Linked DNA regions of Mus musculus: region 1 is linked to region 2. Evidence: chromatin contacts called from public HiChIP or PLAC-seq data. All regions are on one chromosome and are shown on one strand. The core of a region is the stretch at or near the end of the contact, and the rest is flanking DNA. Distances in the headings are between cores, read along the strand shown.

What was found. HiChIP or PLAC-seq counts read pairs in DNA pulled down with a chosen protein or histone mark.
Region 1: a contact with region 2 is called in an H3K4me3 HiChIP or PLAC-seq map of embryonic basal ganglia, with 6 times the contacts expected there. The contact joins two enhancer-like sites. A contact is called at or near these places in 15 of 484 Hi-C or Micro-C datasets (the AML12 cell line, cerebellar granule neurons, cerebellum and 11 more) and 1 of 115 datasets of contacts at active chromatin or transcription factors (embryonic basal ganglia).

Annotation. Positions count from the first base shown.
Region 1 is chr16:72,619,904-72,624,385 of GRCm38.p6, forward strand. It overlaps a transcript of Robo1 not described here. Among named protein-coding and RNA genes, the nearest start is that of Gm29908, 41 kb to the right of the region's middle. Within about 2 kb of position 3,143, at least 6 of the 459 cell types and tissues checked have an H3K27ac peak or open chromatin away from gene starts, as enhancers often do. A contact at or near this core is called in embryonic basal ganglia, where this site is marked.
Region 2 is chr16:72,219,475-72,224,192 of GRCm38.p6, forward strand. It overlaps a transcript of Robo1 not described here. Among named protein-coding and RNA genes, the nearest start is that of 8030451O07Rik, 12 kb to the right of the region's middle. Within about 2 kb of position 2,822, at least 26 of the 459 cell types and tissues checked have an H3K27ac peak or open chromatin away from gene starts, as enhancers often do. A contact at or near this core is called in embryonic basal ganglia, where this site is marked.

The sequences.
Region 1 (4,482 bases), core at 1,893-4,392, 400 kb after region 2:
GAATACTAGTCGTTAAACAAGGCTATCTGTGCAGTCCTGTGTGAAAACATTTTTTAGCAGAATCCTTTCGCATCCATTTCAGAGAGGAGAAATATTATCATATTATCATTAAACTTACTGCTTCTGTAAATGTACTTCTACATCCTGCTGTAGTAAAGAAAGAGCTGTGTGGTTCTCACAGTAGACCCTCACAGTGTCTAATCATGCAGTGACCAGAAACACACGGATTGTTGCATCCGCTGCCTTTCTGTGACTTGTGGATGCTCATCCTGTGAGAGGCATTAAAAGCAAAACCTGTGTGCAGACAGGGTCAGCCTAGAGAAAGTGAACTTTGTCTCTGAATGCTAAGAACTCTTCTCTTTGTTCTCTTATAAAGCTCTCTAGAGAGTGATCGCATCAGCTGAGATCATATTTTTAAAATGTATGTTCTGCCTGCATATTGATTACTTTCTTTCAGTGTTGGCTATAATCTCAGCCAGTATCAAAGTTTGTGTGGCGGATGAAAGGCTCCCTATGGCACTGTCATGAGGAACAGGCACTGTCTCCAGCTAATTGGGAAATGAAACTATATAGGTCCTGAGACTGGGGTTATAAGATTTCATCTATTATATTTTTTCTTCACTGTTCACATAGCCATTTAGAGTGTTCCCATAGATTTGAGCCCTAGCAACTGTTCAATTGCCCAGCTTTTATAAACACTGAATTCATGCAGATACTATGGTAAGTCTAACCATGAAATCAAAGCTAAGCAAATAATGAGAATCGTGTTTTAATAACCTAACATATTTTAATAGCATTCATTTCTCTTAGTTTGCTTTTAATTAAAGAGCAAATGTTAAGTATATAACACTAATAGTTTTAAATTTGCCTGAAAACGTATTGTATCCCCTTTCCTTGAAACACGTGAGCCTGTGGATTATACTCCTTATTCAGAGTCCTCGTGCAGACTTATTGGCTACCTGGCCCAAAGCCATCGTGGGATAATGACTATAGCAAGAGACCAGATTCTTATATTCACAGTTTTCAATAGTTTGTGAAATAATCGAATTGTTTAATAGACATTTGACTTCCAGTACCCTTTCTCCTCTCACCATTCAAATTCATGATGCCAGGTAGTAATCCATAAATAATTACTGCATTAACAAAGGCATGTAGTAGTAATACACCAGGCAGATTCAGGCCAATTTTATTACACTTAAACATGTATGTTACATCATATTAATTTGTCTAAAGACCTATATAAGAAATATTGAAAAGAATTGGCCATAAGATAGTATAAGTTCATGGATAAATAATAAGCAATGAGATCATCTGAGGTTAGTGGGATATGCTGGAGCTATAATATTGTCTATTTAAAAATAATAATAACTAAAATTATTAGTTATGTATGTGAGGGGTATACACATGAGTTCAAGTGCCCATAAAGGCCAGAAGCTTCTAATTCCCTTGGGACCAGTGTTATAGGTGGTTGTGAACTGCCTGATGTGGGTAGGGAACCAAATTCAAAGATCTTCTACCAGAGAAGTAATCCCTCTTAACTACCAAGGCATCTCTTCTGGCCCAAATAGTATTGCCTATGTGAGCCACAGAAATAAAGGGGGAAATGCCAGAGATATTCATAATTACTATATAGAAACACAAAAATTAAAGCATAAACTGTGATTTTAAAAAGTATGAAATATGAATTAGTGCACTTTAAAACATGACCTCAACCTTTTGTACATGGCAAATACATTGATTAAAGTAGAAACCTACTGAGGAAACTTAAGGACAGGGTTAACCTAACTGAAAGTTCTGCAGATCTACTGGGTAGGTTAAGCTATGAGACAGTGGCTGGTGAAACACGCGAGTCTCTAACACCACAGTCGTAACGAAAAGGCAAGGAGAGCTCCAGGGTTCACTTACCCACCTGTGTCACCAAACTTATGAGCTCTTGCTTTAGTGAAGCGGTGTGGTGTCTAAATATAAGGCAGAGAGAGGGGGAGGCATTCAGATTAGACCCCTGCCCTCCATGCACACACTCACAAATGTGTGTGCCTTCACATATACAAGTCTGTACGTACACATACAACACCTGAAAGGTTGATCTTCATTTAAGACTCATAGGAACTCATTGATTTAAATCATTCATTTAAATAGCAGATAACCTTTTAAAAAAATGACTAGCGAGAAAGCATGTACAGATCCTGAAGGGAAGATTTAGAGAATAAAGACATACAATGCATGATGAAAACAAGTGAATACAAGCCATAAAGGATTGCTGATTGACAGCGATGGATACAGGTCCCAGGATTTGAGATTAGAACCCTGACTTACATCCATAGCTTATTCCTCATGTTTAATGGAAAGTGACTACAATACATGTAGCTGGGTATGTTGTCTACTGTCACCTACTTTGAAATTGGCCTTTACTTTCTCTCTGTTTTAGGCCAAGCTCACTATCCCGTGATACAAGCATGAAACATGCTTTGTAAATAATTACTTATTAAAAGCATCATTAAGTCCTAAGATTTAAATTTCCCTGTGGGAAATTTACGAAACATAAAAACAAAGCCAGTGTCACAGCAGTGACAGGGTTGTATCACCCTAGAGACAGTTTCTGTAGAGTTTAGCACTCACCAAGGGACCTACTTGTGGCCAGATTATTCACATTTTCTTCTACTAGTATTGTGTACTCTGCTGGCTCATTACAATCATGACCACATATCTTTGTAACCAGGAAAATGATACAGAGTCCCAGCGCATTTGAAATGAAAATCAATTGTATTATCTTGCCTTGTGCACTCACCTTCCTCCCCACCCCCCGCCCCCCGATGAAAGACTTGTAATTTCCATCAATGAAAGCATGACTTTTCTTGTCAGAATATCTAGTGAGCTCACGGAGGCTTTCATGTGCTTCCTGGCAATATTAAAGTAATCATAAAAGCTCTAAAGTTAACTGTTTCTCTACCACTCGCTGTTCTTTGTCAGGCTTGAAGTCTATCTTTACCGCGCAACTTTGGTAAAAATGTGGCTGTCAGACATTCTAGCCAAAATAATCAGCTATCTGCTGAGAATGATTGCAGGCTTCCTGGGCATGCGAGCACTCCCTTTTAAATAGCCCTCCTGCCTTACATCTTCTTGAATAATATTCCTTCAAGTGTAATCTACTGTAAGCTTCGAGTGCCTCCCAAGAGCTCATTACCATGGTAAAAGGAACAAAGAGACAAGGCATGACTGGCGCTCCTGCTCACATTCCCACTAAGAAAACCAGTCTCCACAACCGGTGAGCTGCAACACATTCTTCTTGTGTCAAAAACGAAGAGTCGGGCGGGCGCTTTTGAATAGTCACATCTCTATTTTAAATATCCAAGACATTTGAGAACGTTCTCACGACAAGAGAGATCTTTCTATTCTCTTTTCGTTTGATTCAAAGTCCCAGAAGAGTGGGTTTCTGTCCTCTTCAGCTGAAATGTACATACAGAAATTTCAAAGACATACACATAACTTAGTAAGTGTGAGAATAGCCGTGTTATTCAGTGAAAGATGCAGCATGCTGAATTCATTTTCACATCCCCTCCATATCCCCCTTGTTTCGCATATGCCTCCAGTCAACTCTAATAAGTACTACTTTTACATTCACAGGAAGCACTTCCAGGCCTTTAAGATTTTAATATGTAAGCGCAAATTCATAAACACATTGGCTTAGTTTTGTTTTGTTTTTTCTTTTCAGTAGTTCTTTGAAAGTTTTGCACAATGTACTTTTAATTTACTTATTTAGAGCGGTCGCCATCTTGGTCCGGGACCTGCCGAACTTAGGAAATTAGTCTGAACAGGTGAGAGGGTGCGCCAGAGAACCTGACAGCCTCTGGAACAGGCAGAAGCACAGAGGGGCTGAGGCAGCACCCTGTGTGGGCCGGGGACAGCCGGCCACCTTCCGGACCGGAGGACAGGTGCCCACCCAGCTGGGGAGGCGGCCTAAGCCACAGCAGCAGCGGTCGCCATCTTGGTCCGGGACCCGCCGAACTTAGGAAATTAGTCTGAACAGGTGAGAGGGTGCGCCAGAGAACCTGACAGCTTCTGGAACAGGCAGAAGCACAGAGGCGCTGAGGCAGCACCCTGTGTGGGCCGGGGACAGCCGGCCACCTTCCGGACCGGAGGACAGGTGCCCACCCAGCTGGGGAGGCGGCCTAAGCCACAGCAGCAGCGGTCGCCATCTTGGTCCGGGACCCGCCGAACTTAGGAAATTAGTCTGAACAGGTGAGAGGGTGCGCCAGAGAACCTGACAGCCTCTGGAACAGGCAGAAGCACAGAGGGGCTGAGGCAGCACCCTGTGTGGGCCGGGGACAGCCGGCCACCTTCCGGACCGGAGGACAGGTGCCCGCCCGGCTGGGGAGGCGACCTAAGCCACAGCAGCAGCGGTCACAATCTTGGTCCGGGACCCGCCGAACTTAGGAAATTAGTCTGAACAGGTGAGAGGGTGCGCCAGAGAACCTGACAGCT
Region 2 (4,718 bases), core at 1,572-4,071:
AAAAGAAAGGTGATCCAAAAAAGAAAATTGACATTACCATATAATAGAAAGGGGATATACAGTATTAACAATTTTGAATTCTTAGACTTACAGAATTTTAACTTGGATCACAAATTCTTTGACAAGACTATAGGAAACTGCTATTGTTATCAGTTATCTGTGTGAGGATAAGAAGATATACCCATAGTTGGAAAATAAAATAATGTGTTACATATGAAAACTTCATGTATAATTTTACCAAGGACTACTATTGGTAAATTCACCCCATTGGTATGCTCAATTGAAATATATACCTGATCATTTCTTTCTTTGTACTTCAACTGGAAAAGTTATTAAATGAAGTGATTCCATTAATTTCTGGTAGTAGGAATTAATTAGAATCAACTCATAAGGAAAAATAACTAAGCTAATTAAAGTATAGATTTATTTCTATATTTTACACTAGAAAAATACATAGTACTATGTAAAATGATAATAGATATTATATACTTGAATATTTCTTAATGGGTATATTTTTTAAAAAGCCTACACAAGAATCATATATAAATATTTTTAAGCTTTGTGTGAGAATGATGTCGAGTAAAATTCTATGAATATTGGGAATAGGGAAGGCAAGTTAGATGGTAGCCTTCTGATAATCATAACATAAACCCCTCTTAAAGCTATATAATTAGAGAATCAATGTTATAATAATTATTCAAATATACAAATGTTTTAAATTAAGGAGTATCACTAGAAATTTCCACATAGCCTATATCATGTCTTGACAATATTTCTCCATGCATTCCTTTCTTTATTAACAAGTTTTCTCCCCTTTTCTAGTGCACTTTCTACAATGTCATATTTTTTCATCTTTAGTTTTAAAATATGATATATAGCATATCATATTTGTGCTCCTTGTGTTGCAAACATTTCATATACATATGTAAGGTGAGAGCGATAAAAAAAATGATGAGAGAGGGTTTAAAGTTATAAGTAAAACATATCATTGAGTAAAGAGAATATAGGCCTTTTCTGACAGCTCGTGTGAGCGACATTCGTGTGACCGTTATTTTATTTTCAATTACGTGGATAATCTATGTGGGCATGATTAAACACTGTCAGGTTTTAACTTTGGTATTCTGGGTATGCAAAGATATTGTAATCATGTATCATAGCCAGTGATCATTCTGTCTGACTGAATTGGCCAATTCTAGAAGGAAACTCATATCCTAGCACACTTTGGACAGAAAGTCACGTGCAGGACAGGGGGTGATTATTTTAGACTGTGTCACATGCAGTGGCATATATAACACAATATATATTAAACCAAGATTACACCTGGATGTATATGACCACATCAGTAAAATTCTTTCTAAAATGGCTGCATACCTTACCCAGCAGACAATCTCTGGCAGCAAACATCCAGAGTATCTGGCTGTTATAAACTTTATGCTTCTTTTATTATTATTATTACATAATTTTATTTACATTTCAAATGTTATCCCCTTTCCTAGTTTCCCCTCCGAAACACCCCCCATTGCTTCCCTCCTCTCCCTGCTCATCAACCCACCCACTCCTGCTTCCTGGCCCTGGCATTCTCCTGTACTTGGGAATAGAGCCTTCATACCTTATTGATGACCAACTAGACCATCCTCTGCTACATATGGAGCTGCAGCCATGAGTTCCACCATGTGTTTTCTTTGGTAGGTTGTTTAGTCCCAGGGAGTTCTGGGGGTACTGTTTTGTTCACGTTTGAAGTTCCTCCTACTGGGCTGCAAACTCCTTCAACTCCTTGGGTTCTTGTCAGGCCTAGATGTCAAACTTGTTTTTGGAAATGTGTCACTTGGTGTTGGCCACTCCACAGTCACTTATTCTGACCAGTTTTGTATCTCTGGAATAGTCTCCACCTTTGGCAAAAGGAAGACTTTGGAAGAGTATTAAGTGCTACACTCATCAATTAATCATGTATAAATTAATGGTTTCTGAGAAAAGACCAACAGCTTCCTGTAGGGATGAGTTGGCCCAGAGGTTGCCTTATCTATTCCAAGTGGGAATCCTGAACACATGTACCTAACAGTGACACGAAATAGACTCACGTGTGTGTATGTGTGTGTGTGTGTGTGTGTGTGTGTGTTTGATGTATCATTATGGCTAACATGTAATAATATTTAAAGAAGGAATTATTAATTTGGTAGGAGACACAAGAGGTTGAAAGAGAAGAGGAGTAATTTTCATACAATTTCTCACGTTTGAAGTTCTAAAAAAAAAAATTACATACCTCTTAGCCAGAGATGATTTATAAAATTTTACACATCCTTTAGAGGGAACATTCCACACTTAAAACATTTCAAGGCAATAACTGTATTAACTTTCATTAAGCTGGGCATCATTCCAGTGAGCACTGAATCTAAGTTTTTTTATATATCATTTTGCGTGTGTAAATAATATAGCACTAATGATATTTTGTAAATATTTGTCCATCTATATGATTGGAAAATTCCAAGAGGTTATTAGACTATCTCAAATGGAATTTGAAAAAAAAACTCAAAAAATAAGCCACTGAAGACACAAACTCTTAACAGTTAAAGGAATGTGTGTGAACAGCCACAGAGAGCCTTGCTGGTTGAGGGGAAATTTGCATCTTCACAATAAGTGTTATATGAAAAGCAGAGCCCTTTTCACATGCTAGCTCAGCTATTGAAGTTATTCTTATCTCCTATCTGGACTACTGCCTAGTAAGAATAGGAAATTCTTCATTCATTTTACCAATTATATCTGCCATGTGCAGGCAATGCAGAGCCTTGGCGAACATTCAGACAGCCTGCGGATTGAATTTGTTGGTAGAGGACACTCAGCATTGTTCAGCAGTGCAGGAAGCTGGGCTGGCTTTAATAATACATGAGGGCTGCTTTGGACGATTTTTCAGGCTCTTGTGTTGACTGCATGCATGCTGCTATGAGCCATGAAGTCTGCCCACTTCAGGCTCTGTTAAGAAAAGAAACTCAGCACAGAAGGCTTGTGGAAATTTGTGTTTTATTGGCCAGATCAACCTCTCCAAATCAAACCTATTTTAAAATTGAAAGCATAACATTGGCCAAACATTTATTTGAGCTTCATAGATTCATGTCTTTGCAACATTCGATGTGGAAATATTGTAAAGTGTATAGGTCCAGTCCTTAGAATTTTGTCAAATAGTAAAACACTTGTTTTACAGAGGGGGTACATTAAAAAATGTAGACATGATGAGATTCTTTTCTTTAGATTCAATAAAAATCCAGTGAGTGTGTCATCTGTAATATTAAACTGCATATATAATGATGCATTCATTTTAGTTTCTTTGTTTGAATTTATATCTAGTGCTGAGAAGTATTTATGTAGAAGACAAAGGACTTCAACCACTGAATTAAAAATCATTATAGGTTCTTTATATCATACACAGTCTGATGTCTGTGTGTCTGTCTATGTTTCTGTCTGTTTTTCTGTCTGTCTCTATTTCTCTCTGTCTCTGTCTCTCTGTCTCTCTGTCTCTCTGTCTCTCTCTGTCTCTCTGTCTCTCTGTCTCTCTGTCTCTCTCTCTCTCTCTCTCTCTCTCTCTCTCACACACACACACACACACACACACAGAGGGGGTGAAAGATAGGGGATTCTTCTAATCCATTTAAATGAGTCATGTAGATTGTGGACCCTAATATTTAGCCAAAGATATGACATGTAAGTAAAAATGACAAAAGAAAAATATTGTAGTGTACAAACAAAACTTACAATGGGTTCATAAACCATAGCTCATCTTCTAATGTTTAATTTTTGCAAAAAGCTTTAACAGAATAATGCTATATCTAAATTCTTTAAGAAATACCTGGACAACAGACTGTACTCAATACTACAAGAATATCAGAGAGGTGGAAATAGCATACACACTCACTCACAAACACACATACACACACACAAACACACACACGGAGTCTTAGTTCTGAGCAAAATGTCCTGGTTGGAACTGAGGCCACTGAGTAAAACTACTTAGTTCCATTCTTTCTTTTGTCCAGACAAGTTGCACAATTTGTCAGTGAGTGCATCAGCTTGGGGCCCTCCCATTCTTCTCCCCCCCCCCCGACCCCCCAGGCAGCCTACATTTCACACTCTTCTCCATATCCTCTATCCAGGCTCCTTAATGGTCCAGCTACCTGCCTCCAAAAGCAAAGAGCAGTGTCATAATCACCATCATGATTGATGGCGCATAGAGTGACAAGTCTACAGAACAAGGAGCTTTGAGGACAATGGCTTCATCTTGAAAAGTGAAGTGTATACTAAGCCTTTGATCTGAAAATGTGTCCCACTGCAATCACACCTTCTAAAGCTTCACAAGTGTCAAAATCATAATATCTTCGGATCTTTTGGGGCAATTGAGTTTTGCCAATAAAGTACATAGGTTTGATTTTAACTTTCTTGTAAATTAAACAACAGCATCATGTTTAGACTTCACTAGTATATGCTAAAGGAAGCAAATCAGTAGCCTGGCAATCAACAATCAGAAAGACCAGAGAATAGACTCCTGTCGACCATGGCTAATTCGGGATATTTTGATTAAATTCCCTGCAGTGTAAATGCTAGCTCTGACAAGGCAGCATTCTCCTTGGCTTATGTAGGTCAAACAATGACTTAATTGCTCTATAAAGATGTCAGTATAAATTGAATTACTTCTCAGTTATGTAGTGAATTTACTAGACATGGGGGCAGAG